Linked DNA regions of Mus musculus: region 1 is linked to region 2. The links are chromatin contacts, called in public HiCAR-type maps. All regions are on one chromosome and are shown on one strand. The core of a region is the stretch at or near the end of the contact, and the rest is flanking DNA. Distances in the headings are between cores, read along the strand shown.

Evidence for each region. HiCAR-type assays count read pairs that join an accessible place to other places.
Region 1: a HiCAR-type map of PVALB interneurons shows a contact between it and region 2, with 2.0 times the contacts expected there. The contact joins two enhancer-like sites. A contact is called at or near these places in 2 of 39 promoter capture datasets (embryonic stem cells and stem cell-derived epiblast-like cells), 5 of 484 Hi-C or Micro-C datasets (the G1E-ER4 cell line, forebrain, myeloid progenitors and 2 more), 3 of 115 datasets of contacts at active chromatin or transcription factors (PVALB interneurons, embryonic stem cells and neural progenitor cells) and 3 of 9 other capture datasets (adipose tissue, macrophages and pancreatic islet).

Annotation. Positions count from the first base shown.
Region 1 is chr3:133,242,920-133,245,619 of GRCm38.p6, forward strand. No RefSeq gene overlaps it. Among named protein-coding and RNA genes, the nearest start is that of Arhgef38, 9.3 kb to the left of the region's middle. Within about 2 kb of position 1,317, at least 29 of the 459 cell types and tissues checked have an H3K27ac peak or open chromatin away from gene starts, as enhancers often do. A contact at or near this core is called in PVALB interneurons, where this site is marked.
Region 2 is chr3:133,168,680-133,171,379 of GRCm38.p6, forward strand. All of the region lies in intron 3 of Arhgef38 (Rho guanine nucleotide exchange factor (GEF) 38), which reads right to left. The region is part of intron 1 of Gm52616 (a long non-coding RNA gene); the gene reads left to right. Among named protein-coding and RNA genes, the nearest start is that of Gm52616, 6.6 kb to the left of the region's middle. Within about 2 kb of position 1,317, at least 13 of the 459 cell types and tissues checked have an H3K27ac peak or open chromatin away from gene starts, as enhancers often do. A contact at or near this core is called in PVALB interneurons, where this site is marked.

The DNA.
Region 1 (2,700 bases), core at 67-2,566, 74 kb after region 2:
GCTCTGAGAGCTTCCTATTTAGCCATCAGTTGCTCACCATGGCCCTGCTATCTTGTAGCTTTATTTTTATATCCTCCAGTACGCTTACCGGTTCTGTTACTGCTCTGAGCAGGCAGCAGTATAATAACCCTGTCAGCTGCAATGGATGGAACTGAGGACTGGAAGGAGGGAAACCTGCTTGTGTTTTTATCCTCTTGACTGAAGTAATTTTAGCAATGACATATGAGCAGGGTTGGGCCTTTGTCTCAACTGTAATGTATCATCCATTCCAAGATTCTCAAGGTTGTGCTCAGAAAGTGGGGAGATTTATTTTGAATGGGGAAACATCTTTGCAAGTGCAGGGGATGGCCTTTGAGCCAAAACAGCTACATAAGCAAGAAAATATGCCACTGGAATCTTTGAAAACTACTTAGTAATTGCTAGGGTCTCGGATAGATCATGGGATTCAATTCCCTGTTATAGATGACCTTGCAGAATTCATTCATTAATAAGAGCTGCTCAGCAGAACAGTGACTTGGGCCAAAGCAAATAAAGCAGGTGATGAACCAGTCTCATTTCCAGGGAGCATCTAAGAGATTTTTGTTGCCTTGCCCTCCCTCCAGTTTCTCCAGCCTTCATGCCCCAAACTCTGCAGCTAGTTGATAGCATCTGACTTTTAGATGTGAGATAGAAACTTAGGGACTTCTACTCTTGCTGTAAATCACCAACTTCTTATTGCACGTATGAATAATTCAGAAATACTTATTATAGAAAAATCTTAATATTACAGTAGAATATTAACTGTACAGATCACAGCACAAACCTTATATGCAAGATTAGTTGCTGCAGACCCATAAAATACGGCCATCAAAATGGCCTAGGAATTCAAGATGAAGCGAGCAACCATTCTTCTACTTTGCAGGCTGTTTCTTTTTCCTCTTTGGTGCAGGAAACTGTCCATTGTGAGAACTCGGTAGAGAGACTCCTTCCAGTTGTGTCTGCTTCTCTAGATTGGAGGTGAAAAGCTATAGTTAGGGGTAGCAGGGAGAAAGGAGTGTTTTTAATAAGTGCAGCAAGGACTAGTGTAAGTCACTTGCTCTAAGAAGCATTTTTTTTTACACCTTCATTGAAAGACACATCGACCCAGGCTTCATTAGTTCTAAGATTTCCCTATGACTCTCCCAACATCCCTGTCGGTACAGGATGAACACACAAAGAGCCTCTGACTCAGTTTCTTCGCCTTCCAAAGCTGAGCCTCGGGTTGATCTCAGTGTTTCGTGCGGCTGTGTTGCTACTCCTTTAGAGAATACTATTAAATTCAAAATTACCGTCTCCATGGCAACCGTAACTAGGTCAGTTTGCACTTAGAGGAACACCACTGAAGAATCCTCTATCCTCTTTCAACCATCCTGTGTGCCTGCAAACCTTGTTATGCTGCAGAAAGTGGCTTCCCGAGAAAGGGACCCAGCAGCATCCAGAGGACTTATATTCTTACTCATTTGTGATCCACACATTCATAAACCTTCATGCAAATTTGATAATGCATATGTAATTTTTACTTCCCCCAACTGTGAATTTGAATAACAGCTTTTAATAGTGAAGGTGCAGTTATTTCTTTTAAAGTAGTATGATTAGTGCTCAGTAAAACTAAAACCCATGGAGTCTATGAAAAACAAAACAAAACAAAAATCATAGTGATTTTGAGACATCCTTCTGATTTGGTGGCAGTCATTTTTTTTTCCCCAGCAGAAATGTTATTTATTGTCTTGTTACACCAAAAATTATTTGTAGTTCTTTCCTATTAAATATCTTTAATGGTGTATTCTTTGTGGCCCTCTTTTTATAAAATCAATTATATTCTTATACCTATAACTTCACATATATAGATTATTATAAACTGCCATAGATTGATGGGTCTGATGGTACACACATTTAATTCCAACACTCGGGAGGCACAGGCAGGCAGAACTCTATGAATTTGACACCAGCCTGGTCTCCAAAGCCAGTTCCAGATCAACTAAGGCTACATAGTGAGACCTAGCTCAACTCTGCCCACCCCTTGCTGCAAATTCCAAAATATCATAGATCAAATGTGAACAGGGAAGCCACAGAAAAGCTGTGGGAGATGTGCTGCTTAATCTGAACATTTATGTATTTAATGTTTTTAAATTACCTAGCAGTTACTAAGTCTTTTTGTGTGTATATGTGCTTGTGAGTGAACGTATATGTGGTGTATGCATATGGCGTACAAATGGGATATACACTTGTGTGTGTGTGTGTGTGTGTAGAAGGCACAACTTAAAGAAAGCATTGGCGACACCAGACTTATTAAATATGTGGGCCTCTTTTCTTCAAAGAATAAAACAACTGATGTCTGGTCACCTGTGAAGCTGGAGTAAATGTTATCTAACAACCTGGGGACTGTTTTGGAGAGGAGCCAGACTTCCCTTGAATCCCCCAGCATTGTTAGAGCCCCTATCCTAAGCTTAGTCTCTCAGTGGAGAGAACCCATTCTTATGAAAGAAGTCTCATGTCCTTTGCATTCTCCATCAATAGAATCTATCCTTATGCTTATTGCAAACCCTTCCTCCTTGGTCCTTGGCCTGAAGACTGTTTATCAGCCAATAGAACTCATTCTTATTATAGAGGCCACAGTGCTTTGCTGCTTTGCAAGAGGGTTTCTATGAAGCTATGCCTAGAGTTTTGTTGCAGTAACTGTCA
Region 2 (2,700 bases), core at 67-2,566:
TGACAGCTTTCCTGTCACTCCTTATGAGAAAAATTATATGATTTTTCAACTCTTCATCTGGATCTCTCCCAATACGGCTATAGATACTCCAGTAAGCTGCTGCCTGGATATGAATACATATACATATATGATGTATAGGCACGTGTGTACATGTATGTGTATGTATGTATGTATACACACATATCCCTCCTCTCTCTCTCTCTCTCTCTCTCTCTCTCTCTCTCTCTCTTTCTCTCTCTCTCTCGTTTCCCCACATCATCTTTGCATCAAGAAGGAAGGACCTATTAATTGGCATCATTATAATTACAAAAGCAGACATTATTCTACATTCTTGGGGCTTAGCCCAGTTACTGTCCTAGTGTCATTACCATATTGGAGTATGAGTTAGAGTCGATATGGGTCTAGGCTACTGGGCAGTGTGAAAGCTGGGAGCCATGGCTCATTGAGAGCAGATTGGGAAACTAGCTTCTGAAATTACCAAAGACTCTGCCAAACATAGAAGTGGCACATGATAGGGTAAACCTCCCCTTCTTAAAGTAAAATATATCCTCGTGTCTATAAATTATAAAGACACCTAGATACCAAGAGGAACAGAGAAACTACGCAATCCAAATCTTATTTGTTTCTAAAATATGAGTAAAACTTCTAAAAAGGATTTTCATTATACTCACCTGTTAAATAAAGGAAACCAAACTTTATACGCTGATGTGTACAATTAGCCTGACTAAATAATAGCAATTTAGTCTTACCATGTATTAAGAATAAGCCCTGCATCTTCTTTAAGCTTTATTTTATTGAATCTTCATAAAACTCATATGAGGTAAATACCACTGCCTTCACTTTCCTGATGTGAAGTTGAACTTCAATGAGGTTTCATAACTTGCCTGAGATCTAGCAGTAGGAAAGACAGATCCAATTCAAGCTGATATTAAGGCACGTTATTACACCCTTAAATTCTATATCATCTTTTATTTTCCTTGTGCTTGCTTACTATTTTCAAAATTGTCATAGAATACATTTAATCTAAATACAAATAAGAACCAAAGCTCATATATTTCTCTCTAGAGATTTTAAAACACCTTCCATACCTAGATTTAGTCTAGATTTTAAAGTTCACTTTCTGTTTTGGCACTGGGATGCAGAACACTCCTTCAGAGCTCTCAGATCTGCAAGCATATGCATGCGTCTATTTATAAACTTGAATGTCATCCAAACACCAAGGTTTGTTGAATAAATTTCTCCTCCTTTTATCGAGGCATCTAGTGACTCTGACACCGCGGCTGTGACTCATAAGCTCTTACTTATGCTGCCTGAAGACACGGAGATGGGACACCTGCGCTTTCCCCTTGTGATAACATGAATTTGCAAACATCTCACCCAATCAGCTTATCTTATGAAATTTAGGTGGTAAAAGATTTAGGGATAGGAACGGCCCTAGAACTCTTCATTGGTGTGTACACTGTGGCAGAGGGTTGTAGATGCTCCTGGCACCACATCTAAGGCGCACTGGAATGCTAAGAAACTTCACAAACATTTCCCATACTGTCCTAACATGGGGCCTTTAACCCTTTTCTCATCAAGACTGTTTGTTTGGTTGGTTGGTTTGGTTTTTTGGTTGTTATTGTCATTTTGTTTTGTTTTGTTTTGTTTTGTTTTTTAAGACAGAGTTTCTCTTTGGGTAGTGCTGGCTGTTCTGAAAGTCACCCTGTAGACCAGGCTGGCCTCAAACTCACAGAGATACATCTGCCTCTGCCTTTAAAAGCATGCACCACCATTGCCTGGCTATCAGGGCCGTCTTTTGTGTGTAGTTGCTATTATCCTGAATCAGCCAAGTCAAGTCCAAACTCCACATTCCAAATCAAGTTTTCCTTAGCTAAATTGAATTTTTTCCCCTCCGTGATTTTGTAGGAGTTAACTATTTAGGCAAAAACATCTTCCCCAAATCTAAAAGACCAAGAGCAAGTGTTTGCTCACCCACCTTGAGTTGATGGTTGGGCAGGGTTGCACAAAGATGGCTTGTCTCTCTGTGGTCAGTTGGGTCAGCAGTGTCTGGTCAGTTGACTGAGGAGGGCTGCACTCACCAGTCTAAGGTCATTTCTATGTTTCTCAGAATGGCTGGGTGCTTTGGGCTGCTCTCTTGACGACCATAGTGTAACACTCGTCATGCAGTTACGAAACAGCACTTTGTCTCCATGTTTTAGAGCCACCAGACCAACTCAGAACCAATGGTGATGCCATGAAAACAAAGCTCCCACTGACACTTGTTGAATTATAGCCTTTGCTGTTTTAGTTTTCTGAAACATGCCTTGTAATCTTTCTAGTTATAATTTATGACTAGTGACCTTGAAAACTTAAGCACCTTTAACAGAGTGTTCTCTTATGTTAATATAGCAAATAACTACATTATACCCATGGAAGGAGTTACAGAGACGGAGTTTGGAGCTGAGATGAAAGGATGGACCATGTAGAGACTGCCATAGCCAGGGATCCACCCCATAATCAGCATCCAAACGCTGACACCATTGCATACACTAGCAAGATTTTATTGAAAGGACGCAGATGTAGCTGTCTCTTGTGAGACTATGCCGGGGCCCAGCAAACACAGAAGTGGATGCTCACAGTCAGCTAATGGATGGATCATAGGGCTCCCAATGGAGGAGCTAGAGAAAGTAGCCAAGGAGCTAAAGGGATCTGCAACCC